Linked DNA regions of Mus musculus: regions 1, 3, 4 and 5 are each linked to region 2. Evidence: chromatin contacts called from public Hi-C and promoter capture Hi-C data. All regions are on one chromosome and are shown on one strand. Each heading gives the region's core, a stretch centred on a gene start, on an enhancer-like site or on the middle of the called end of the contact. The rest is flanking DNA. Distances are from core to core; before and after follow the strand shown.

What was found. Promoter capture Hi-C pulls out the DNA fragments that hold promoters and counts their contacts. Hi-C and Micro-C count contacts between places; a contact is called where the count stands out from the background.
Region 1: a Hi-C map of stem cell-derived motor neurons shows a contact between it and region 2, with 4 times the contacts expected there. The contact joins the enhancer-like site here to the promoter of Apob in region 2. A contact is called at or near these places in 2 of 39 promoter capture datasets (cranial neural crest and embryonic stem cells), 1 of 484 Hi-C or Micro-C datasets (stem cell-derived motor neurons) and 1 of 115 datasets of contacts at active chromatin or transcription factors (embryonic stem cells).
Region 3: a contact with region 2 is called in a promoter capture Hi-C map of embryonic stem cells, with 8 times the contacts expected there. The contact joins the enhancer-like site here to the promoter of Apob in region 2. A contact is called at or near these places in 8 of 39 promoter capture datasets (3T3-L1-derived adipocytes, the C10 cell line, cranial neural crest and 5 more) and 4 of 484 Hi-C or Micro-C datasets (the N1E-115 cell line, cardiomyocytes, pre-hematopoietic stem cells and 1 more).
Region 4: a contact with region 2 is called in a promoter capture Hi-C map of hippocampal neurons, with 4 times the contacts expected there. The contact joins the enhancer-like site here to the promoter of Apob in region 2. A contact is called at or near these places in 6 of 39 promoter capture datasets (the C10 cell line, cranial neural crest, embryonic stem cells and 3 more).
Region 5: a promoter capture Hi-C map of second pharyngeal arch cranial neural crest shows a contact between it and region 2. The contact joins the enhancer-like site here to the promoter of Apob in region 2. A contact is called at or near these places in 6 of 39 promoter capture datasets (cranial neural crest, embryonic stem cells, frontonasal cranial neural crest and 3 more) and 2 of 115 datasets of contacts at active chromatin or transcription factors (astrocytes and embryonic stem cells).

What each region holds. Positions count from the first base shown.
Region 1 is chr12:5,189,955-5,195,171 of GRCm38.p6, reverse strand. The region is part of intron 3 of Klhl29 (kelch-like 29); the gene reads left to right. Among named protein-coding and RNA genes, the nearest start is that of Gm51980, 90 kb to the left of the region's middle. Within about 2 kb of position 3,096, at least 76 of the 459 cell types and tissues checked have an H3K27ac peak or open chromatin away from gene starts, as enhancers often do. A contact at or near this core is called in stem cell-derived motor neurons, where this site is marked.
Region 2 is chr12:7,974,884-7,979,740 of GRCm38.p6, reverse strand. It overlaps Apob (apolipoprotein B), which reads right to left and starts at 2,064. Exons shown (of 29, transcript NM_009693.2): 1 at 1,881-2,064; 2 at 1,490-1,528; 3 at 373-488. The coding sequence starts at 1,962.
Region 3 is chr12:5,117,775-5,122,999 of GRCm38.p6, reverse strand. The region is part of intron 5 of Klhl29 (kelch-like 29); the gene reads left to right. Among named protein-coding and RNA genes, the nearest start is that of Gm51980, 160 kb to the left of the region's middle. Within about 2 kb of position 3,114, at least 73 of the 459 cell types and tissues checked have an H3K27ac peak or open chromatin away from gene starts, as enhancers often do. A contact at or near this core is called in the N1E-115 cell line, where this site is marked.
Region 4 is chr12:5,853,819-5,859,225 of GRCm38.p6, reverse strand. The region is part of intron 2 of Gm9548 (a long non-coding RNA gene); the gene reads right to left. It overlaps Gm32442 (a long non-coding RNA gene), which reads right to left. Exons shown (of 3, transcript XR_001780544.1): 2 at 4,820-4,888; 3 at 3,079-3,412. Among named protein-coding and RNA genes, the nearest start is that of Gm46333, 8.8 kb to the right of the region's middle. Within about 2 kb of position 2,640, at least 16 of the 459 cell types and tissues checked have an H3K27ac peak or open chromatin away from gene starts, as enhancers often do. A contact at or near this core is called in hippocampal neurons, where this site is marked.
Region 5 is chr12:5,236,579-5,242,189 of GRCm38.p6, reverse strand. All of the region lies in intron 2 of Klhl29 (kelch-like 29), which reads left to right. Among named protein-coding and RNA genes, the nearest start is that of Gm51980, 43 kb to the left of the region's middle. Within about 2 kb of position 2,214, at least 25 of the 459 cell types and tissues checked have an H3K27ac peak or open chromatin away from gene starts, as enhancers often do. A contact at or near this core is called in second pharyngeal arch cranial neural crest, where this site is marked.

The DNA of each region.
Region 1 (5,217 bases), core at 1,847-4,346, 2.8 Mb after region 2:
TCAGAAAAAGTACAAGGCCCCTCCCAAAGAGATTTGACTCTTCTCTCTAATATTTGAATGAATGACAAAGCAGAGTGTAGCTACTCTCCATGTAGGGAATGGCTGCGTTGTAGTAGATTAAATATCCCCTCAAGTTTTATACACTTAGGGTCTTTAGCCGTGACCTTAGTACACCTACCCTGCTCACCTGACTCAGTGGTCAGGCCCATCTTCCTCTTAGCTTTGAAAGCCCTCCCCTCTCTCTCATTCTCTTGATCTCTTGCTCTCCCCCTGCCCCCAAGAACTGTCCATCACCTATCAAAGGGCCACTTTCAGATATTTCTGCTAGAGCTGGGGTGTGGACTAATGCAAGGATAGGCTTTCTTAAAAAATACAAATGGGTTGATTTTGCAGCTGATGGAAGGTGCCATGTAAAGCCAGAGGCAAAGATTGGAGTGGGGCCATCAAAAGTCCAGGAACTTCATATCACACATCCAGGGGGTTATCAGAAGCGAATAGAAGGAGAGCATTCTTCCAGGAATCTAGCCTAGCCAACTCCTTGACTTTGGACTTCTGGTCCCAAAGCCATAAGAGAACGAACCTCTGCTCTTTGTGGTACCCAGTCTGTGCTCCTTCATTGCCCAAGGTCCTCCTGAGTGGGCTGTGAGTTCAAGCTCAGAGCAGATGTCCTGCAGGCCTTCCCACCACTGTGTGGAAAGGAAACACCTTCAACCTTTCTCTCCATGTAGAACGTTTTCACTGGCTTCCTACAGACTTGTGTGCCTGCTTCTGGAACATATGGACTCCAGTTTGGCAGCCTTCCAAAGTGCAATTAAAACAGAAATCAGTACCACTAGCAAATACCCCTCGCTACCCACAGCAGTGTCCCTCGGGAAATGCCGAGGGCTTGGACACCACCTCTGTGTGTACAGAGTCTGCAAAAGGGTACGGAGTGGGGAGTCAGAGGTGAGACTTCCTCACGACCTCCATTTACAGCAAGCCCTCAGTGGGATTTCTTGCTGTATCGGAGAAAGAAAGTGAACATGGCTAGTCTCTGATGCCCATTCAGATTGGGAGAGCCACCAAGGAAGTTCTTGAAATCAAACACCAGGCAGGCCAAACAAAAACTACAAATACTCACCATTCACTTCTTGTTACCACGGTCATTCACAGGGACATTCTCTTTGTCACCATCTCTGCTTCTCTATATCATTGGAATGAATATGTATATATGTGGGGGGAGGGGGGATGAATTTGTGAACGTGACACTCCTCCTGTTAGAGTTTGTCCCTCAGTGGGCTGTTTCCAGATGCTCACTGCACAGTTACCACAGGAAGTGTGTCCATGATCCAGAGTGAGCCCTCTGTGGTGACAAAAGCCTTGGCATACCCACACACCTGCCTAGAGGAAACTGGACCCAAATGTCAGCCAAGGCTTACGGGCCTGTGACAGAACATGTGGGATCCCAAGCAGACTTCTGTGGACCTCTAGCATCTGTGATGAGGCTTTACCCAGTGGCCCTGAAGTCTGGGCATGGAATTAGACTGCAGTTGACTTGTTTACTCAGCTGCTGCTGCTGAACCCAGTGCCATAGTAGGGCAGCCGTCATCACCACTCAAAGGGTATTTGTTCTTTAGTCACTCAGGGATCGCCAGCAGAGCTGTGCACAGTGCCCTGAAGGAAGGCACCACTCGCACACACACCTGCTTTGCCCACTAGGGGTTAGAATGCAGAAGCCCTGGGTATAAGGAGGCCTGCATTTACATAGCATTGGCGCTTCTCGGTGTACACACTAATAATGTAAGGACTGGAAGTAATATAGTGACTTGAGTTTCTTTGGGGGAAGACATGGACAGTGAAGTTTGTCCAAGTCTTTGTGATATTAATTCCAAGCTGATCAAACTGAATCAAGGCTTTCAGTGTACTGTGGGCAGCGAGGCCAGAGGAGTTACTAGGGTAGGGGATAGATAAGAGTATGAGAAAGGAGCATTTGTCTAGAAAGTGGACTGGGGACATGCTTCAGTCAATAATGGATTTGCCTTGCAAGGGTGTGGACCTGAGGAGTTAAGACCCCAGAACCCACATTTAAAAAAAAAAAAGAAAAAAGAAAAAGAAACCATGGTGGCACACACCTATGACCCTAAGCACCAGAGATGAGAAACAGGAAGAACAATCTCTGGGGCTTAGGTTCTAGCTACCTTCACCTACCTGGCAAGATCCAGGCCAATGAGGCCTTCTGTCTCCAAAACCAAGGTAGGTGTTGCTTGAGGAAGACTACCTGAGGTAGCTTTCTGACGTGCACATACATGCTTACACATATATGTGCCCCTGCATGCATTCATGTGCACTTGTGTGCACACATGCACATCCAATATACACCCCAACACATATGCACACAACAATACACACACACACACACACACACACACACCAACATATACACACTACCATCACCAAAAAGGTTATTCCCAACCTTTGAAACAATTAAGCCTGGTACCAGAGTCCACAAAGAATATGACCATGACAGGAATATACATGTCCCAAAGATACCAAGCAGGTCCACAAGCAAAGCTCAGGAAGGAGGGAATAACTGGGCTTAGTCGGCCTAGTGGGCAAGCAGCTGCTGTGGGAGAGGAGCCCGGAAAGGTCAGGGCGGTCCTCCCAAGCGCGTGCTCGGCAACATGGCAGATGAGTCGGGCGTAAGGAGAGAGATGGCAGGAAGCAGAATCCTGAAAGATTCTTGGAGCCTGGTGGTGAGAGCTGCAGCTCACTGCTAACCAGGAGATTTATGTGACAAGATTATCGATGGTATTAAGCACATTTAGAAGAGAGGATTAGACCTACTTCTGGGTCACTTCGATGCCACCAAGCCCCGGTCTGGCCAGTGTGTTAACAGATGGATTGCCGGCTGCAAGCTGCTGGCTGCATGAGGTGAAGCTAAGCATGTGCACAGACACAGGAAGGGAGCGGCTCAAAGGAGTTCAAGGCCGGGGTAGGAGGAGCTAGCTAAGTTCAAACCCCAGGGAAGGAGCTAGCCTTGTTCTCGGGTCTCTGCCTCTTCCACTCCTCCCTTTCTTCTCCCCAGCTCCTCACTCCTAACCCCACCCCTGCCTGTCTGCCTGCCCAGATTTTTGACTTAGTGAACTCCCGAGCCAAGGGGAGGGGCCCATATGTAAGAGAGAGCAAAGTGCTGGGGGGGAGGGGCGGCATTTGGGAGGCTTCAAGGGGCGACAGGAAGGAGACAATGCCAAGCCACCAGCCACCCTCCCAGAAATGAACTTCTAAGCAATCGCAGCCTCTACTCGGGAGGCAGAGTGGCTTTGCCATGGGAAAGAGTTTAAAATTAGACCAAGCAGAGCTCGAGAGGATACGCTGCTGAGAGCCCTGCCTGGTGGCCTTCGGAGGCAAGGACTGACATGTAAGCCCCACAGGCTCCTTCAACCTTTGGGCCAGCTAAGAGACAGAACTTTGTGGGACAGGATGGGGACAACTGACCTTTCTAGGGACACCCCCCCCCAACAACACAGGCTTGGGGATTACTGGGAGAAGTCATAAAGTGACTGTTAGGGAGAACTTTCACGGACAGAGACCTCAGGAAACCTTGGGTTTATTTTCAGTTGTGCTAAACTACACGTAAAATAACATTTTACCATCTGAAAGTATGTAATTCAGCATGTTTAGAACTTTCACAGGCCTAGGCGACCATTACTGCTGTCTAGTTCCAAACAGTCTTTATCCCCTCCTCCAAAAAGGAAATTCTATCCCCAGAGTGCAGCTGTTCCCCAACTCCTACCTCATTAGAAGGGTTGTTGCTGTCAAAAAGCATTAGTCAGCTTAGGGGACAGCTCAGTGGAAAAAGTGGTTACCCCACATGCACGAGTACCTGAGTTTGACCCCCAGAACTTATATGGTAATGCCTGAACTATCAGTAACTGAGACCAGAGACTCTTGGGGCTACCACGAAACCTCTCCAAAGACTGACTTCAAGCTCTACATGCATGCTTGCCACACACACACACACACACACACACACACACACTCACATGCACGGCGCGCGCACACACAACTCACTGATCATGGGTTGACCTCAGAAAATAGTCACTTAGCCAATGTGATGAGGAGGAATAGAATCCTGTGCTTGGGGCATCTGCTCCTCTCAGTGCCCGAATCCACGTGAGCAGAAGGAACATCTCTCCCTCAGCATACACATTTAAGGGAGAGTGTGTACTCTACTTAAAGTACTAGTAATAGTAGCAAAATGACAGTTATGAAATACCAACAAAATGATTTTATGGTTGGGGGTCACCACACCATGAGGAGCTGTATTAAAGGGCTGCAGCATTAGGAAGTTTGGGAATCACTGACATAGAGGCTTCTGTTCTTTTGAAGGGAGGGGTTTAAGCAGGGAGCCTCCCTTCCGCAGAACTAGCAAGGTTCTCCAAGCTGTCAGCTGTGTGCCCTTGCAAACTGCCATGATATGGCAGAGACTAGAATGGCTGTTGAGAGCTACATTTAGTCTAAACTCCACTGTGCATGTACCATAGGTACCACACTGTCTCTTTCCTCCCTGTGACCCCAGCCCCTGCAACAATGAGCCTCAGCCACATCCACCGGACAGAAAGACACCAGACAACTAATTTGGAGGCCACTCTTGTTTGGGGGTTATAGCTCCTTGTCCTCCTGTTGTCATATGTTTGATTCCCTGCACAGAAAGATGTAAAACTCAGACTCGAACGAAAAAGGCCTTTCATGTCGCTCCTTTTAATTAGCCGCCCTGTTAAACGGCAGCAGTTTTGCATGGCGCTTCCCTCTCATCGTGCTGAGACTCTCCAATGGTGCTCCTGAAATCCAAGCCCACCCATCAGGAGCCAGTCCCTTGCTTCTCTCCCCTCTTCTCTTTCAAAGGCCAATTCTCTCTCTCTCTCTCTCTCTCTGTCTCTGTCTCTGTCTCTCTCTCTCTCTCTCTCTCCATTTTCATTTTCCTGCTCTGCTGTTTGGAGAGATTTGTATATATAACAATGCTGTGTTCAAAAAGGTTAGCATGTGGTGTGTGGGGACAGGGGGTCCGCTAACCACTGATGGAGGGAGACTGGAAGGATCCATGACCTTACCTCATAGCCTGAAGAAACCCCCCTCCTCTCCGTCTCTCACAAGCAGACAGAAGCATGGTGACCTCTCCCTTGCCCTCTCCCCTAGCCTCCCTGCCCCACCCCCACCCACCCTCTGCTCCCTGGTGGG
Region 2 (4,857 bases), core at 815-3,314:
TAACAAGTCTCCTGAGAAGCAGCCTATCGTTTGAACAAACCAGGTATTTAAATGTTTCTCCATTTTATGCTTGACACCATAAATGTTGCATGCCCAGCGTTCTCCTGCAAAGACCACCTTCTTTTCTGTACTCACTGGATCTCTCTCATGGTCAGATCTACATGCCAATCCTGCTGGCTTCCTAGACCATGCCCCCCAATTACACTTTGGAAGCTAATGGGAGGAAAACTTGGCTGGAAATTTGGAAGTCTTCATTCAAGTGGGGTATCGTCAGTTGAGGTGCTGGGAAGTGCTAGAAGGTTCTATGAGGGGCTCCTGGTGGAACAAGGCTAGGCTTCAGCTGCAGGTTTCTCCAGCCCTTGTCCTCCGTACCTTACAGTTGATCTTGGTGGCGCTTCTGGAGTCAGCTGTGCCCTGGACACCGCTGGAACTTTCAGCTTCATAGTTGTACACGTACTTTCGGAGGTGCTTGAATCGAGTTGCATCTTCTAAAGTGAAGAGGAAATAAGTCAGCCCTGGAGATGAAACAACTCTCTAAAGGCAGCCGCTGCCAGGCAGATTGGGACCGTGGCACAGGCGATAAAGGTCACTGAGCACGAGTTAGTTGTGCTTGACTTTGTACTACACACCATTGGTCTCTATAGACTTAACATCGCCACCATCTTGGCTGAGAATGGTGTTTAATCATTTGGGATTCCACGAAAGGGAGGGCCAAGCATCGATTAAATGGAACTGCAGAAATCCATGTGATGAGCCTTTGAAATTTTAAGTTATCAAAGGGACAGGGCTAAGTGTTTTCTCAGTTTGAAAATGCTATCGTGACTAGAACCTATGAAGTACCGGACACAAAGTTAGCTGTTAAGGCTGTCTGGTTGACTTCTAGAAACCCCCTCCATAAAAAGAAACTTCTGGCAGATTCCACTGTCCATGACAGGAATTTTTTGATTGTGAGAAAAATAACTGGTTAGGAACCCGGATGTAGTACTGCCATATGGCCACCAGATGGAGATGCTGCCCCATCAGAGGAGAGGCCAATCCTAGCGCTCTGCGGAGGAAGCTGGGTATTGCGGCAAAGCCTGATCCTCTGACCCCTAGGGTAGAGTAAATAGGAAGGGGTGGAGGGGTCTGGTGTTCTGCACAAAGGTTAAAGTCGGCATTTCTTCATCCTCACATACTCTGAATCAGTGATTAGTCATCGATAAACAGCACAGCAATGTCTCTCTACAGTGCCCACAGTCTCATCGCTACCCCACTTCAGAACCAAGTCTTGGTACAGACAAGAAAGGCAATACACAAAGAGCAGAGATCCTTTGTTGGAGGAGTCTGGGTGCACAGAGACTCAAAGTCTTCACTTGCAGGGGTCTGAGCAGTGCTTCCTAATCCGAGCAAGCAAACGGGTTCTACGTGGGAGGAACGGGGGCACAGGAGGGTGGATGGAGAGGAGCGTCAGGGTGAGAAGTACCAAGGCGGCCAGTGAAAAATGCCTTACTTGGACAGCTGAAGCTTAAGTTTTCCAGGACTTCATCTTCTGTAAGAGAAAAGGAGAACCTTGGCTTTCTTGTGTTTTCCAGTGGGTTCCATGGCCTGACAGGAGGGAGCCCTCACAACCTAAATTATCTTAGAGCTATCCAGAGCCTTCTTTCTAACTCCCCTGTACAGTGCCCTCACCCGGAACCCAGGAGCCTGCTAGATCTTGTTTTTTTCATCACCCCCCGCCCCCTCCCTAGGACCCTGCGGCTGCCTTCCCTCTCACCTAGCCCAAGCTACCTAATAGCCAGCCTGCCACCAGTTTCTACCCCAGGATGTAACTGGTGGTCTGTAGCACAGCCCAGCGCTCTGTCCCCACGCTGGCTTTCTCCCAGGCTTCCACCCTAACTCACGAGCCCAGACGCTGGTGTCCAAGAACAGTAGCAGGAACAGCAGCAGTAACGGCGTCCGCAGGGCAGGCTTTCGTGGGCCCATGGCGGATGGATGGTGGGGTGGCTTCCTGGCTGTGGCCTGGCCACGGGCCTAGCCCCTGCTGCTTGCTCTACAGGGTCTTCGGAGGCGGAGCTCAGGCAGGTACTTGATCCACTGCAGGCACTGATGAGACTGCCTGGCCCTTTGAAAAGTGCTCCATTTATAGGAGGAGCTGGCTTAAGGAGAATTGCCAAAGGTCCAAAGGGCACGGCCCGGGCCTGTTTGCTTTTCCATACAAGCGCATTTCTAGGTGGATAAGACTGGATCTGATGGTGGTCTCACTGCTGGTTCAAACGCCGCCACCTGGGGCTCCCCCCACCCCCGAACTTGTGTTTCTTTCCTCAGGGGGTCGCAGGTCGATAGTGGACTTATTATCCCGTCAGCATGCCCTGACTTTCTCCAGGAGACCACCAACCATAGGGATGATGTCATACCCTGTACCCCGCTCCTGCTCTGACTCCGGAGCCCTTTGGAAAAATGTTCTTTACGCACTGGTGGGGGCTTCTTCCTAAGCTCCTTCCCATTTTGGTGGACTTTGGTTTTGAATAAACAATCCTGTCCTAACTAATTTAGCAAGGTGGGAAGAGAAAGGGGGAAGTCTGGTGTGTGCTTGGGTTTGGTGTCCAAGTCTCACAGAAAACTAGTGAAGAGGGGGGCCCAGAGATGATCAGCTCCCGGGGTCCACTGTGGGCAGCGCCAGTCATGGAAGAAAGCTGGTGGGGTGGAATTGTGATGGTCTGGAAGGCGAATGTCTGTGATGGGCTGTGTGGTCTTAGCACCTCCAGTCTAGTGGCGAGGCAATCTGCCCCACAGACAGGGAGCTTTGGGTGAGCAGGGCATGGCGAACATCACTCTGTATGGGTGTTTGGAGCCAGAGGAGTGGAAATGGGTCGTAGCCTAGGGACAAAAGTCGTTAGAGTATGTCAGGTGTGTGTGTGTGTGTGTGTGTGTGTGTGTGTGCGTGTATATATAGGTTCATGGGCATGCACGCATAGAAATGCATGAACCTGTGTACATGCATACAGAGGCCATAAGCCAACTTTGAGTGTTTTTTTTTTTTTTTTTTTTTTTTAAAGATTTATTTATTATATGTGAACACAATGTAGCTGTCTTCAGACACACCAGAAGAGGGCATCAGATCTTATTATAGATGGTTGTGAGCCACCATGTGGTTGCTGGGATTTGAACTCAGGACCTTCGGAAGAGTAGTCAGTGCTCTTAACCACTGAGCCATCTCTCCAGCCCTTGAGTGATTTTCAAAATCACTCTTTACCTTAGCTTTTGAGGCACTGATCCTGGAACTCGCTAACTAGCTTGACTTGACCAGCTGCAGCAAGCTCCAAGGACTGTGTGTCCAAGTCCTCAGCCCTGGGGCTCCAAGAGTATGCTGTGTCTGTCTTTATCCAGTGAGCGCTGTACTCAGGTCCTCTTGGTCATAGGGCAAGCACTTTCTGTCCAGGACCTACAGTGTGGCACTTCTGCTTGATTCATGTGGCAAGCTTCTTTTGGAATCGTTCAAATGTTCTGATGAGTCTCCCCGATGCTTCTAGAGCATCGGCTATGGACCCATAGAGCAGCAGACACAGCCTCCCTTGAGCAAACACACCCTCCCATTTTCTCAGAAGAGACTCATCATCACATTTAGTCACTCTCTGTGCCTGACTCTTCATATCTGTCCTCACTGAGATGGTGACTGTAGCTACAAATTCCCCATGGGCAGCTAAACTCCCTTTAGTGGTTTGCTGCTTTGGGTTGTGCATGCCCATGTCCAAAGGTGGTCATTTTAGGGGTCTCACCTGAAGGCTAGCCAAGACCCACAGCACTAAAGGACGGGTAAAGTTATTACTCGGAAGCCTCTTTTCTCTGAGCACGGAACTAACACTGTTAGTGTTTGGAAATGGTTCTGCTTCCCCGCTTTGCTCCAGGGGAACTGGGCGAGAAGAGAAACAGAAATGAGAAGGGGAAGGATTACAGTAAATGAACAAAGTCCAGACTCTCTCTGTTGCTGACAGAGGAAGCCCATGACCTATTGTTAGCATCATTGGGGGATGTCATTTCTACGACTTGGGTATGAAGTATGGATTCAATAACCTGGATGCAGAGAAGATGCTGAGATACTCGGATGCTCAGAACCATCTCTACAGCAAAAAGCTCAAGCCTCTGAAGTCTTGAGTTCAGCTAATTTTTCTTCTCTTGGTGGCCTCTGGAGAATGTCCCCTAGGCTGGGGCTCAGCCTCTGTTCTTATCTGTGGACAGGGTCCAGTGCACAGGCACCACACAGCAAATGTCACAGTGCTGAGCTGACAGAGGACACTCAGAAATGCTGAAAGGGCCACATGTCGATTTTCCTTAAATTACAAAATCTGCCTCGATGCTTGGCTAAAAGCCATCTGGAGGTATTTGTGACCACCACTGCGACCTTCACTCATCTCTTTTAAGCACAGCCCTTCTCAGCTCATTGCACTGAACAACTTGGAAATTTCAAAGGCCAGTTTGCAGAGAGACTTCAAATAAAATGAAGATCCAGGAGACCCCGGAGTATAAGCACCTCGTTGAGCAGAGAAAATCCCGGTCCCTAGAGAGACTACTTGCTATGTGGATATTTGGCTCAAGAGAGGTGGGGTTGAATTCTAGCTGACTTCATGGAAGGTTGCAAGACATCAACCTTCTAGGTCTCTGTGTGGTCACAGGATTAATAGTATCTATTTTCTAGAATTTTTTTTTTGAAAATTAAGGAAAATGATGTGAAATACAAGCCATCTAGCAAGATGTCTGGGAAATAGAAGGCATTTGATAAGGAATAATGGTTACCACTCCTTATGTGTATGTTACAGTGGGTGCATGTTTGTTGGGTACCTGTCTGAACTCAGTAAGCACAATACAGAAGCAGAGGTTAAC
Region 3 (5,225 bases), core at 1,865-4,364, 2.9 Mb after region 2:
AAACTGTGAGAGTAATTCAAAACACCCTGAGGACTCTGAGGTAAATTATGCCCCCCTGAAGCTGTACAGTGTGACTTTACTGACCTCTGAGCTGCAACACCCCCACCCCTGGGAGCTATGGTGGCTAGTGCCCTTTAGAATACTCACTATGCATATTGACCTATCTAATCTTTACATCTAGGAAATGGGGGTTATCATGACCCCCATCTACAGATGAAGCTATGGCTCAGAAACATGACATGACTATCCTGCATTTATCCCACGGTCAGGGACAGAGTAGAAACAGAAATGAAGCATCCTTTATCCCAAAGCCTAGACTTTAACCTGTATTCACCTCATACCTCAGTGTTTGGCTCTGGGATTAGCTATGGGGTGTTTAAGCATGGCTTTGTCTCATGTGACACCACAAAGGGGCCCGACTCCATCCCTGATAAATACGCTTTGAATTGATAGAGATATCCTTATAGAAGCCCAAGTGGCCAGCCATGAGAACCCCAATCACCAGCGAGGACACCTAGCCTGTTAACTCTTCCACATGAGGCCCTTCAGCTGAGCTCTACCCTCCTCCAGGCCAAGTCAGCCTCTTCGCAGTCTCAGCCTCCCTGAGCAGCTGCCTCCTTTCTGCTGCTTCCTGGCCATGCTTCACGCTGCAACACAGGCATCTTAGCCAATCTATCAGGTTCTCTGCTCAGATCCTCCAGAGGTCCTCTTGGCAAGCCGCTCATTGCTTCTGCCCTCTCCACCAATCAGCTCCTCAGGACCTCTGTGTAGCAGTCGCTGTTCTTGCTCAAGCTGACGTCCCCATCCTGCCTTTTGCCAGACGTTCCTCCAGGAGCCTCCTTGATCCCCACACAGAACCCCCAGGCCAGATGCCAGCCTAAGGCAGGCCTGGCCCCTCTGGCACCCATTCTCTCCATCCTGTGAGGGACTCCTGGAAAGAGAACTGGTATGTCATCTGTGAGTACCCCAGTTGGGGGCATGTGATGAGATCACACCCAAGCTACCCGAGATCACTCTGCCCAACTCCACCTGGCCCACATGCCCCTCATCCCTGCTGACTGACACAGATGTTCTCCCACAACCCAGTGGGGGGTTACCTACCCTCTATGGGGAATTATAAGGGCATCCTCAGAGTTCCCCACCTACTATTTCAGAACCCCTGCAGCTTCACCCTGAAATCGCTATAGGAAGCTGTGAAAATACGCATCTGTGCTTTTCAGAGAAGCCTGGGAAGTCAGAGGAGATTCTTTGTGGAATCAGCAAGAGCTGGTTCACATAGCCAGGAGTGGACAGATGTCCAGAGAATCACACCCCAGCACTCAACTATGAGCCACCAGAACTCCGTGACTCCAACTAGTGCCCTAGGGCAGGTGGCAGCTGAGGCCCCTGTTGACAGGAACCAATTGGAGGCACCATGCAAGCATCTCTTACCACTCTGAGTCAATGAGAGAAGCTCTGATAGAAGGTTCCATACAGCCAAGAGAGCGCCTCTAGAGAGCACCTCAAGTTAGCCAGGCTGCCTCTGCACATAGTGCATGATCTCCACTGCATTCCTTACTGACCTAGCCGGCTTTGCCAAGCACCTGCTGGGTTGTGACTTAGAACACTGGAGGAAGGGACAGTGTATTCCATTTCCCAGGAAGAGCTAGATCTTACCCAGCAGGGGGTTCAAGTGCCCTGCTAGCTTTAATTCAGTGGGGAGCATTGGCTGCTGGGAGAAGGGAGGAGCAACCGTATGCCACTGAGCCCCAAGGTTCTTGTAGGCCATCTGCCCAGATCTCAGGGTCTAAATGCAGCCAATGCCTAAGTGAAAACACCACCCGCTCCCCCTCCGCATCACTATCCCACCCCCCTAAACTAGCTGAGCTACCCAGCCCTAGAAAAAAAAAGGGACACATTTTGTGGGTCACCAGATACCCTGCAGTGAGAGTTGTTTGTTCCTTGCTGTATTCCCAGCGTTGGCACATAGCCGTCCTCAGTAAACACTTGTTGAATGCAGTTGTGCATGCCCAGAGGGATGGGATCGGGGCTACCCACAGAAGCAGAGGGGGCCACTAGGCTAAAGCAGCTGAGCAAAAGTCACCCTCAAATCGTTGCGATCCTCCGTTTCTGTGCGTTTCGCTAACTTCATTCTAACGCTCTGCCCTCCCTTTCCCGCTTGGCCAGGTACTTTTTGCATTCTCCTTTGCACGGGTCTCTGCCCAGTGCTGAGCCACACCATGAACACAGCCAAGTTCTAATGTTCTTTCTTCTCCTAAGGTGCAATCCTAGAGGCTGTAGAGAAGAAGATAAGCAAGCCACTAAGGCCTTGGTTGTTTCTGGTCACGGGCAATAGGTTCACCAATTGTCCCTGGGATTCCACAAGCCTCTCCCTGTGTCTTCCCTTCCTCCAGAAGACCCAACACCCCCTCTGCAACTCAAGGGTAGCCTAACCAGACCTGGCTGGCTCCAGACTCCTTAGGACTTACCTTGCCTCTTCCCAGAGATCCTCTTCTCCTCTGACTCCACCCCCATTCCGCGGGTCCTAACAGCCAGCCCTACCCCAAGCCTCTAAACTACCTAGATCCAGCCACCTCCCCCCAACCCACCGCCACCCTGTGACAGCCCCTTCCTTTGCTGTGCTCTACAGACTCCAAGCTTCGTATACTCAAATGAACCCTAAACTTTCCTGGGCTGTTGCTCCTGCTATGCCTCTAAGGAGAGTGTCCAGGAAACCGCAAAAGGCAGTCGTTTAAATGCTCAATTTTTTGTAAGTACAGCTTGATCCTGGTTCTGTGGCTCACTAGCTGTGAGAGCTTAGACAAGTTCTTTTCTCTGGAAGCTTCCTTTTTCCTACAGACCTTAGGGTTAACCCTGAGATATGAAGGAGATAAGATAATGGCTAGTCTCGAAAGGAGATACAGGAAGAAAACATGCCTCCTATGCCAGGCTCTTCTAAAGCCAGGATACAGATGAACACCCAGGTTGCATGACGCAAGTGTCATTCTAGATGGCCTCTTTCCTTCATTGGGCTCTTCACACCAGAGCCCTGCCCTCTAGCAGCCTGGGGCCCCAGCCCAAACCAGCAGCTAGGAATTGCGCAGGCGCACTCTGCAGCACAGGCGTGTCCTAGCCCTTCCTGGGTGACAGTGAGGCACCGCCCACCCCGCCCCTGGCGCCGCCTTCACGTGCTGCAAGTCCCACCCGGAGGTTCCCACGTCTTCGAGTTCCTATTTGCATATGCGCACGCCAGATATTTATATCTTCTCCTCAGCCAGTCCAAGTTATTGATGTCTTAAAGTGACTTTAATCTGAGTCTTCTCTTCTTCAAATGGGCTTTTGATTTCCGGAGTGATATTATACATGGCTGTAAGCTATTGACTGAGCGATTGCGTTGTGTTCTCAATGTGCTGATGCTGGGAATCTGCGATATAAATAAACTTCCTCTGGTAGAATCATTATAAAGCACAAGCAGCAGAAATTTATGGAAAGAACAGATTAAATGCTTAGACTTAAATTCTTCAGCGTGCGCCTTGCCCTAAACTGCTGTGTCTGGAATTTGGGCTGCTGATTCAGGTGGAAAAAAATCAAACGGACACATCGCTTGTCGGTGCATTTTTACTATGATCTATTGTGTTGCCAAAAGAGAAAGCTCAAAAGCTGCCATTGATAATCCTGGTTAAAACTTGGAGCATAAATTATTAAGACATGTAGTTTCTTTTCAGAATGGTTGGGGATTGGGGCGGTAGCGCAGTAAAGAAATACAACATCAATATGTGCTTATGCATTGTAATGCGGGACATTTTTATGCCCATAATAAAACATTCCGCCTACAACTATGTTTATGAAAGCAACAGATAGGAAGATCCATAATGCCACTTAATAGAGTTAATCACCTCCCATCGGAACGCTTTAAAAGGCTTTTTATTGCACGTTGAAAAGCTCTGACCATAATTAATACCCGGCACACTGTCAGGTGCCAGTCAGAGAACTGGAAGCAGGAAGGGAACTCCATAGCACCGTGGGGCTGAAAAGATTCTCCAGACTGCTTCCAGCTGTCTATGCTCCCAGGTTTTAAATCAGGAGGCCAGCCTCCAGGGCTAGGCTGTGTCAAGCCCTGTTCTCTATGGGGCATAGACCTTTGAATTTTAAGTTGTGGGCCCTAGATATAAATTCAGCTCTTTGTTCTTAAGGTTTCTAAGGTTTGGACTGGTCTGAACTCTTGACAGTAGTCCCCCAAATTACCTTCCCAGGGGTCCTGAGATTCTAAGTAAGGTAGCCTCATTGCTCAAAGATGGTCTGGATGGCTAAGAAGTTGACACATGGCACTCAGCATTCCTCGGAGGTGGTCTGTCTTTGGTCAAGAGGTAGGTAAGGTCAAGTCATACCTCAGGCCCATTCCCTTCCCTCCCTTCCCTCCCTCCCCCCCTCCCCTCCCCTCCAGAGGAGGGACCTTATCTCCACGTCCCTTATCACTTAACAGCTGTGAAACTGGAGGCAGCCAATCTCAACAGCCCAGAAAAGCTGAAGAGGTGAAGGATCAAACTAAAATAATTCAAGAATAGAATTGCCCTTTAAAACTGGATTTAAGCCAGCCAGAGAAAATAAAGAGGAGGATCCATAATGCCACTTAATAGAGTTAATCGAGTTCCAATGGATACTTCCACAAAGGCATGGGCCTTCCCAGAGGCTGGGCAACTGACTGGTGGTAGAGCTGGACCCAGCTGGTCCTCTGGAAAGTCATTTCCTGTGTGTAAAGGCTGCTTTCTTCATGGAAACTGTTGAGCCAACATGAACTGAGAATGAATGACCTGTGAGGTCAGCAAGGCTGAGCTGTCGAGATCACAGCCTGGTGCCCTGCTGCAGCCTAACATGGCGGACATGAACTGAGAATGAATGACCTGTGAGGTCAGCAAGGCTGAGCTGTCGAGATCACAGCCTGGTGCCCTGCTGCAGCCTAACATGGCGGACATGAACTGAGAATGAATGACCTGTGAGGTCAGCAAGGCTGAGTTTGCCCTGCTGCAGCCTAACATCGCGGACCTTCCTTCTGCTCTAGACGCACGGAGTGTCTTAGGGTTTCTACTCCGTGACCATTGCAGCTCCTATAAAGGAGAGCATTTAATCGGGGCTGGTTTATCCTTTCAGAGGCTTGGTCCATTATCATCGTGCTTCAAAGCATGGTGCCACAGAGGTAGACATGGTGTTGGAGTAGTAGCTTAAGAGTTCTACATCTGGATCTGCAG
Region 4 (5,407 bases), core at 1,391-3,890, 2.1 Mb after region 2:
CCTTAATTTTCTGATTTAATATGGTGAAAGTTTCTTTCTTACTCTTATCTGAGTCCCATGTGGCTACTTGCTAGGGGCCTCTGCTCCACACTGTCAGTAAAGATCCAAACTCCACATACATAGTGGATCCGATAATCTCCAAAGGTCCCAGCATTTTATATTTGTTCATCCTTTTCTACTACTAGAAAATAAGAAAAAAAAAATGAAGGTTTTATGAGCTGAGACTGGACTACACATGCCTCTCTCATTTGTTTTCTATTGTCACATGATCCTTTCTATAGATAGACTACATGTTCAGAGAAAGAACGAAAAGTAATGGAGTCTATATCTGTGATTGTGAGGAAATGGGATTAATAGGACCACAATTGTGGAAGCTTCACAGAGATAGTAAAGTCTGTGTTCCCAGAGGATAGATGTCCATGCAAACTCCCCCATCTCTCAAGTTGGAAGTAACCTCGAGGTCTTTTCAGTTCCTATCTCACTGTTCAGCAAAACACAGAGCTAAGTGCACAGTAATTGCCTAGAAAACAGTTGGTGGTTGATCTTAAATGGGATCTACAGAAAACCTTAGTGGACAGGGAGGCTCAGGGTGGAAGCTGAATCCAACATCCAGAGCTGGAATGATGCCTCCTGAGTGGATGCAGAGGGATGTACAAAGGGTACCTATAGCTCTAATGAGTAGAGAAAAAGAGAATATAAGAATGTGCCCAGGGCATTGTAACTATTGTGTATTGCAAGTATCAGCTGTATAATACACATGTCTGGAGGACATTTTTTTGAAAATCATATGCATTTGACAGTTACATCATTAGCATTCGCTAAGCAAGACATCCTTTAACTAAATAATCTGGAATGCACATAACTACTTATTGAAATTTAGTTCAATGTTGCTTTCTTTATATACTGTTAAATGGTCTCTCATTCTGCTATAAAAAATATTATAGCATCCTTCATGACAAATCTGTTTGTTGCCATTTTCAATGGTATATCTAGGCTAGAGACTTCTACCTGCCATGGCCTTCGGAGCTCATGCCATGCATTCCCATTTTCCCCAGGAAAAATCTAGCTAACGACAGGAACAACGATATGTTTTATTTCTAGGGCCCCAGTAGAGGATAAAAGGTAGAATATTACAGATGGAAGAGGCCATGGCTACTGAGACTCTCCAAGCAGAGACTACTGCTCCCTTACATTACAGCAAGTAATAATAGGGGGCAGCCATGGCACCACCTTCTTCTAGAAGTTTCTCTTTTGAGACTCCAGCCCTTGCAGCAACATATATGCTAACCATCAAGGACTATCAGCTGAAGTAGCAAAGATTTTTGTCATTCAAACCACAGAAAGGCACAGTTCTGGAGGATGCAGAGGCCAAGGTCAAGGCACGAGCAGGGTTGACTTCTACTGACGCTCTTCTTTCTGCTGTCTCATAGCCCCCATCTTGTTCCTTGTGTAGCATCTTCAGAACGAGAGCTAAGAACACTCTGGTGTCTCCTGTCTTACACAGGTCCTTAAAAACTAGGACCCATCCTTATGTTCCTATTTAATCTTATTACCTCATTTAAAACTGTTGTTTTCAAACATCAGTTGGGAATTCGGCCTTCAAAGCATGGATGTAGGGAGACATAACCTAACTTAGATCAGTCCTTGACTTCAGAGGAATGTTCTCATGCAACTGTGTAGAGAACTGTGGGCTGGCCCCTGCTAAGCAAGTCTACTCCTTTATCAAGGGCTGGTCAGAAACTGAGACCTGCACGCTGCCTCTCAGCTGTCATCTCCAGCTTGGTCCCTCTGTCCCCCTTGTCCCTGTTGTAACCCTAGCCCTTTGCCTGTGCCAAATCAGTCTTTTGTGGTAAGCCAAAGGTAACCATTCAGAATAGCTTTGGTGCCAGCTTACACCGTCAGTTTTTAGCTTTGTCAAGGCTCTAACTCTAGAAAAGAGGTTGAGAGCACCAAGGTCAGCCTGCTTCCTGAGTAAAGGCACATTTTATCTTTCTCTTCTCCCTTACCTCCCCTTGCCCCTTTCTCCTTTTCATGTTAGACCCATTCCTCCATTCTCATAGACCCTCTATCTTCATGCCAAATGCATAATATGTTAAATATATATGTGCATGTTTAATATATATGCATTTGTTTAAATATAGATTTTATATATGAGAGAAAACATGCAATCTTGCCTTTCTGAGTCCATCTTATTCGCTTAACATGATCATCTCCAATTCTCCCACTTTCATGTAAATGACACATTTTTTCTCATTACAGCCAAATAAAACTCCGTTGTGTATATGTAATGTGTTTACTTCATCCATTCTGCTATTGACGTTTCTTTAGGCTGGGTTTGTACCCTGGGTGTTGTGATTCAATCTCACTCTTCCCCAGATCTCATAGCTCATTTCTTCATTCAGCATATGTTTACAGATGCTGCCTGCCTCTCCTGCTTCAAGAGTAGCATGACTGGCTTTTGCTGGGGCCAGGCATGCAGGAGGCAGCCTGGTTTCTGATCTCCTGAGGAATGTGGAGCCCATGTTATTACCATCACAGATGGATTTCCAGGATCTGAGATCAATCTGCCACTGTTGAGTGGGACTCAGAGAAGGAGGTGGCTCACAACAGAGCGCCAGCCTTCTGTTTCCTGTGCCACTATTGATTCTGTGCAGTTCTGGGAAAGCTGCAGCTGCTGTTCTAGCCTCCACCCCCTCTTCTGTTGATTGGACGGGAGACTAAATGGCATCTCCATCTCCCTCAGACCCAGTGTGCCATGCCACGCTGACCTACTCTAAAAAGCTTTGTCTTTTTCCTTCACCAGTGACACTGAGGAACATCCAATCCAGAGGGCTTCTTGGGCTTTTCCCAGATTCCAAAAGAACCTCCTAATCACACTGGCTTCTTGAGATTTCCCTGGGTAGACCCGTGACCCACGCACCTCCCTGTCAAGATCCTGTCTCATTTTCCAGGTCCAAGAAGATGAATGTTCAGCATTTGCACCAAGGGAATGGAGTATTTCTTCAAGGAAGTTAATAAGATTGTATATTTTAGCCTCAGGGCACCAGAGAAGGGAAAGAAAAATTCCCTGAAACAACATGTCTCTTGTTTAATAAAGTTTTATTATTATTATATATGAGTGTGTGGGAAAGAGAAATCTATATCTGTTCTTCACCATCACAGCTTTATTGGTTCTGAGCTTAAAAAATCAGTTTGGTGACTAACAGAATAAAGAAACCGACTGACCGGTGATTTTTAATATTTGGCTCTTCCAGGAAGCAATCTAATAGAGTAAGGGCTTATTGGAAAGTGTAGATGATATGAAATAAGTTACACAGAGGGGTGGGCTCTGCTGGCTCACACCTTGGGAAGACAGCAGATGTCACAGGAGACTGCTTTGTCCTAGCTAGTCCAGCTCACTGAACACTCCAGCCTTGGGAAACAAAGAGATGCCAGAATGTTACTTGTCATACATTTCTCCCCCTAAAGCTTTGCTTTATGTAAAATTTAAATCCACCAGCTGAAAACATCAGTTATCACCCACCATTGGTACAGCATTTTCCTCTCTGCTCTCTCCGCTCCTTTTGCTCCTTTGCAGTTGAGTGTACCTGCTCTCTGTCCCTCTGCCCCTTTGCCCCTCTGCCCCTGTGTCCCTGTCTTTCTCAGTTTTATGTGTCTTCTCTCTCTCTCTCTCTCTCTCTCTCTCTCTCTCTCTCTCTCTCCCCTTCCCATGTATGTGTCTGTGTCTGTCTGTCTGTCTATTTGGCTGGCTCTCTGTGTGTCTCTGTTTCTCTGTGTATGTCTCTGTCTCTCTGTATGTGTGCATGTGTGTGCATATGTGTCTGTGTAGTTGTGTGTATACATGTATATATCAAAGCCATGTGTCTGTCCTGTTTCATAGCTGAGAGCTCAGCTGGTAAACCCTGATCCCTCTCAGAGCCAACCAAGCAAGTGATCTAAACATCTTCCTATCATTCCAAGGATTTCACAAGATGTCAGGAAGAATTGTTTCAGGTTTAGGAATGTTGATCAGTGTCTCCTTAGAAACACAAAGTGATTTCTGAAGCCTACACTTACAGCTCAGACTCTTTCCCCTCTATTTCTTGACTTCTTTTGCATACTAAGTGTTTTAGTTAAAGTCACTATTGCTGTGATAAAACATATAACCAAATAAACTTGTGGGGAAAGTTTTCTTTTACTTACAGCTCTATACAACAGTTCATTGTCAAAAGCAGTGAGGGCAGGAACTCAAGCAAGGCAGAAACCTATAGGCAGGAGCTGATGCAGAGGCCATGGAAGAGTGCTGCTTACTGGCTTGCTCCATATGACTTGCTCAGCCTGCTTTCTTATAGAACTCAGAACCACCTGCCCAGACATGGCACCACCCACTATGGACTGAGCTCTACCCATTAATCACTAAGAAAATGCCCTATAGCTGGATATTAAGGAGGCATTTTCTCAACTGAGGCTCTCTTCTCTCTGATGACTAGCCTGTGCCAAATTGACATAAAACTAGCCAGGACATTATGTATACCAACAGATATCAGACACCCCAGATTAGATGAAAACACATTAATTTGAAATTAGATTTTTCAGAGTACAGTAGAAGAGACGACTGATTTTAGATATTAAAGTAATAGTTTATGGTTTGGTGGCCTGAGCTAAACCTGGGAGAAGGGGAATAATGACAATGTGGGCTGTGAGTGATGCTGGTATAACATGATATGTGGGATAAAGGGACAGGACCTGTGAAAGAGAAGCACCAGAGCTCAAGCCATGGAGTAGGCATGTGGTCTTGCTATCTTCTGTTCCATTTATGCTATGCCCAGTTCCAAAGTACCTGAAGTGATGGTCGCTTGGGTCCCCTCCTTTGATTCACCTTCTATCAGCAATGAGGTGCACATGACTTCTGAAACACATAAGACACATCCACACAAGCCATGGAGGCACAAGTCTGTAATGATGTGATTACACACATCAAATACAGAAATTTGATACTGCTTTGGATAAAGGTCCCCCTGTACATCTGAGATTACCCAACAGTTCAAGGCTAGAGACAACAGTCTTCCATTGGTCTCCTTAGAGTCAGCTACCTTGCATTCTTTATTCTCTTGGGGGAAAGGAGCGATAACTAAACACTAAAAACACAGTCCTGGTAACTGAAGTCAAAAGAGGGTTTTTTTAATCTGAATGGCTGTCCATTTGGCTTGACTGTCAAAGACCCAGATTCCACTTCTCAGAAAAAGAGCTAGTATTAAGTCAGAGGCATATTGGAAGGTATGATAAGCCTATCTGTAGGAAATGTAGGACTGAATGGCTGGTGAGAACAATGTTAGGGATACCTTGTCATTTAGCAGAGATGAGTAATCTCTCTGATGGGTGGGACATTTGGGCCAAGCCTTTGGCTTGATCCTCTGAGGGAGGATGT
Region 5 (5,611 bases), core at 965-3,464, 2.7 Mb after region 2:
GTGAGCTGTGTGCAAGAAAAGCCAGGAGCTTTCTCGAACGCGTCTGAGCCCAAAGAGCCACCAGCTTTACTCCTTCGGCCTAGAGCTCTGCCTTTCAGCCTCACACAATTACAATTACTCCAAGTCTTTCAATCGATATAGCAGGAAACTGATTAGACTGTGAAATTAAACTAATAATGCCTCGCTATTAACCTTCAATCAATGGGGAATGAGCTCAGAGGGAAGGCTATTTCCTGGATCCATATCCACCTCTAGATACACGTATGTGCTTTTTTGAAGAAACTTCAAGGTGTGCACACACACTGGCCACCTTTCTGTTGTGCAGAACTGTCCTGGTTCACAGCGCTGTCTCTGGCCACCCTGGCGAGGCTGACAGCATGGAGTGTTGTATGGGGGTCAAGATAGGGAAACACAGATCTGAAGGTTGGCTGCATCAGGGAAGACTATGCTTTGTGATGACTGGAGACTCTTCTCAAAGCTTCTGCGGTGGGAGTGATCCCCATGGGTTCCTGCCCAACCTTGGCTACCCCTTATCACTAGAGACATGTTTTTGAGGTCAAAACCAGGCTTATTCTGTCTTGTGATGCTATAATGCTATATATACACTAGATATATGATATATATATACATATACATGTATATGTATATATGTGTGTGTGTGTGTTTTATATATGTGTATGTAATATTTATAATATATGTATATATGTATATTTTATATAATTGCATATGTGTGTATGTGTGTATGTATATAATAGATAGCATGAAAGCATGTATATAAATGTATACATGTACATACATATATGCATATATGTATATTGTGTTATTTTATACATATATATATACACACACACACACACACGCACATGTCCATGCACACACACACACATACATAGTTCTAGTATCAAGGTACCAGGTGTCAGGTGAGGACCTTCATGCTGTGTCATCCTATGGCACAAGGCAGAAGGGCAGGAGAGCTTTCACAGGGAGTTGGAAGAACAGAAAGGCATCATTTTGTCTAATAATGATTAGTCCACTGCAGCAATGATGTCATTAATCTCCTCCTAAGAGCAAAGCCCTCATGACCCAAACACAGCCCAGTAGGTTCCACCTCCCAACACACTGAGGCATAAATGTCTAACATCCAACCGTTAGCAAGTACCTTCAAACTGTAGCTTTGGGTCGCCTGTTAACCGAGTATGAACCCAAGTGTGTTGGGTTCTGCATGGGTAGGGGAATTGGGTCATGGCAGTATCTTCATCCCAAAGGACCCTTTGCGTTCAGCTTCAGAAATGGCAGTATTCCGTCCTCCTCACATTCCTCTCCTCCTCCCTTAGCTGTCTGTCTACCCCAAGTGTACCTCAGGTGATGGAGAGAATGAGCAGTTGAGAGCAAGGGCGGATGTTGTGGCTGTTAACTGATATACACGACTCACCACTGAGACCGAACTCGGGAAACAGCTTATGTCCAGCCCAAAATCCCAGCACTCATCTTGGAGCAGCCTCCCACTCTGAGCCTGCCTCTGCAGCTCATTGAGATCCCTTGGTCCAGGCCCTAACCTTGAGCAAATGACCTTTCAGTCGGGACATAGACAACCTGAGTGGGGCCATCACTTGCACACTACCACTGACACCTAACACAGTGTCAGGGCCTGCATCTCAGGCATTTCTGTGTCCTGTGAGGCCACTGTTTGTCACTCCATAGTAGCAAGGGAGGATCTCTGAGTCCTGGACAAGCATCAAGGCCAGCTGAGCCACAGAATGGTAGCCCCATGCTTCTTTTCCTTTGCTCTGCAGTTCATAGCCTCACCCCAGTGGACCACTGAGGGCAGTTGCTAACCCCAGTAAATAGAGTTAACTAGGGGGGTGATCAGGGAGTCAGTAGTTCAGTTGCCCAGATTCTCTCAAAGGCTAGCCTTGAATTTGCATGGCTTTTTGTCCTCTAATGGCCAGGACTTTCAGAAGGAAGAACGAGGGGCTAGCACGCCTCTACCACGAGCCTTCCCCCACCCCACCCCAGGTCTCTCAGCCATTCTGTCGGTTCCACCACGGTGGAGCGTTGCCAAGGATCAGACCCCCACTCTAAAAGTGGTGATGGTATTTAATAACTAATTACTCTAATGATCCTGCAGAAATGCTGGAGACCTGTTTTAGGAGAGATGTCAATTAGAGCCATCTGCACGGTGAATAAAGGAGCCCTACCCCAGCTGTACTGTTGAAACATGTTAGCGTTTTCCTACCAGCGGCCATATGGTACTTAACGAAAGTGAATTGTTCACACTGCACAGCCCGCGCCTCCTGATGAATACTAGCATTTTGTTTTGGAAAATAGTTCCTCCATCGTGTGGAATATTTTTCAATGCAGTAAACAGAAAGTTGGAAGCTGGCAAGCCTCGGAATGAAGAAGAAGAAGAAAAAAAAAAAAAAACATTTCCCATTACCTTAAGATGCCCTTACTTCAAATCCAGCCCTGCTGGCCTGCCTCGCCCAGCTCCTACACCCCACCTGGACCCAATTCTAAGCATCTGTTTCTGAATCTGCTGAGAGCAGAGGCCACGGAAGGTTCTCACCCTGCCCATCTCTGCTTTTCTCCTCTCAGGAACTCAGGAGCAGGAGGTCTGCAGCTGTGTAGAGTTGGAACCCCACATTCCATCTGGAAGGGCACAGGCCTTGGTTAAGGGTCCCCCACGCCAGAGCCAAAAAGTAGGGGAAAATGTTTTACTGTCTGTGTAGCTTGAGAGAAGGAATATTGCTATACGGGGTCTGCTCACTGTCAGAAGTGTCAAGCAGGCAGGGGTGGTGGCTCACTGAATAGGGCACTTCCCTACAAGTGCCGGGACTGGACTTTAAATCCTAGAGCCCATGTAAAAGCCAGGCAGGCATGGAAGACAAGGGATTCCTGGAGCAAGCTGGCTCTCTAGACTGTACAGAATCAGTGAAATTCAATCATTCAGCAACTCCTGAAAGGTGACTAAAGAAAGCACTCACAATCAACGCTGGCCCCACACCACACCTGCACACACACACACACACACACACATTAAACAATAATCAGAGAAAAGCGCAGATTGACATCAGGATGCTACATGAGACTTCGAGGAGCGGAACTGTTACTAGTGAGGCAGGAGACTGGCTGGAAGCCTTCTCTTCCTCCTCACCAGTGTTGACAAACTTCAAAGCCATGGTGGACAAGAGCCACATACATGCCAGACAGCTGAGACCAGATATGGCCACCCTCTGAACAAAGAGATACATGTTGAGGTTTTGTCATGTTTCAAACAGTGTCCAGCTCAGGCCTGTTTCCTCCTGCCGGTCCGTGCTCCGTGCACGATAACGAAGCTAGCCAGAGTGCCCTGTCTGGAGTTTTGCCCTGCAGTCAGACAGTGCTGGGTAAGGGTATTCGTCACTTCTCCTAGAATTCCATGACCCGCATGAATGGAAGGGCCTGCTCTCAGAGCCTCGTGAAAGGAGCTGTTTTAGTGCAACCTGCTCTAGGACCAGCAAGGTCTCACTCACCAACAGTTCTGGAGCTTTCCCTGAAACCTAAGTCACTTATTACAACTTAATAAACACCAAGATTGACTATGGTTGACAGTAGAGAGGGGCTGCTACAGGTTGGATACCCGAGACATTCTTCACCCATAAATCTCACTTATTTCCAGCTCAGCAGCAACTGATTCCACATTATAGAAATGGTCGTAGGTTCTGCTACACAGGTCTTCAAAGGAAATCCTTTGGGGTTTTAAAAAAATTCAGAAACGTGTTCTCGTGTGTCCCTCGTCCATAGGCTACACCATCTAGTTTCATGTCTGGGTCCAGGGTATCTCCCATGCCCCGTAGATGTGTCTTTAAATAACTATATCACCAAGACAACCAGGGAACTTCTCCGCAGGGCACCTCAGCCAAGCCAACAAGGCCCCACTGCCCTTGTCGATGGAGGGTGCATCTCAGAAATGTCATCCACCTTCCTTTACCCCTATCCCCATGGAATCCCACCAACAAGAACCAGCCAAATTTGGCCAAATTAAGAAGAGTTAACCTTTCGTAAACTGGGCCATGCCAGGTTCAGTGTGGCACATGCTGCCCGGCCTGAACTTGAGAACTGAATTTAGACACTGAATTTGATTAATTGCATTATAAAATTTAAAAAAAGAAACAAATTTGAAACTCAATTAACTTCCTACACTGGCTTCCTGGAGCACAAAGGCAGTGTTGCTCAGTGGTAGGTGTGGGAAACATTCCAGCTTGCAGGGTGCTTAGCTTTGCAGAGTGGAGGCTAAGAGACCAGGGACAGCAGCTAGTGGCAGGCCACAGCCCTTCTGCACCTTTCCCTGTCACCCATACCCAGGGCACAACCGATAGGCCTCATGAGATGCTTGTCACCAAGAGTGGATGGGGGCTCATGCTGGCGCTCAAATCTAAATTTGTTTTCTTTTGAGGTTGAAACAATGCCTTCAAAAAATGAGCCACAGAAGCCGAGCAGCCAGCTGCTTGCGAGGTTGATTGAGTCAGGAGGGTCGCAAATCCAAGGCTTGTCTAGGCTACAGAGTGAACTCAAAGTCAGCCTGGCAGTGTTAGCAAGACCCTATCATAAAAATAAAAAGTAAGACTAGACTAAGGATGTAGCTGAGCGGTGGGTGGGTGGAGTGCTCGCCAAGCATTTTAGAGGCATTAGATTCAATCCCGTTTCAGTGCCGGGAAGGGGAAAGCAACCACAAGGTGGCAAGACTATAGTGTTTTCTTAATTTGAAGAGGTTGGGGAGCCTGGAGACACGAGTGGCCTGTGGTCTGTGGGTTGGCATATGAGTGTCAGGCTGAACAAGGCTGGGTCACCCACACTTGAGAAGAAGGGCCAGAGCAGGGCTTCCGCAAGCTGAGAAACATTTAGAGAATGAAGATTGTTGGCTCAGCGCCAGGCCACCAACTGCAGAGGGATGGACTCTTGTTGGGAGGGAAGAAGGCTGTGCAGCTGTGTAGGCACATGGGCTGAGAGACAGGGCTCAGCTGGCATCAGGAAGACCCGGGATGAGACCCCCACTCCCCACCCCCGTCTGTGCCTGCAGCTCAGCCAACCCTGAGCTATAGAGTAAGAGACTCTGCATGGCTAACCTTTGGGAGAGTTCGGATTTGCTGCCTACCGTAGGGACTTCCCAGGCCTTCTCATGAAGGAAGTATGTTGTGGAGATGTTTGGGAAGGAAATACATGTCCATAGGGCTGGATGTCCAAAGGCAGCGGAGAAGCCATGTGTACATGAGTGTGTGCATTGAAGGGGGAAGGTGTGCAGATCTGTGCGTATGCGAGTAAACTGTATCCCCTCTCTGACCTTCTCTGAAGCTGTTAGTATAGATGCTTGGATCTAGGAACTCGCTTTGTGAAAGTGTCTTTTAAACCAGTAGAGAAATGACTCGTTTAAGGGGATCTTTTATGGCTGGTGTCTTCCTGTTTTAAGACTAGGATGAACTGGGTCAGGGTTCCAAGGAGACTCAAAGCTCCCAAAAGGACTGTAGCTTGTGGCATCAGAGGAGATTTTATACACACACACACACACACACACACACACACACACACACATCTATCTTGGGAGTCAGGCAGCTGATACAACCCAAGAAACTCT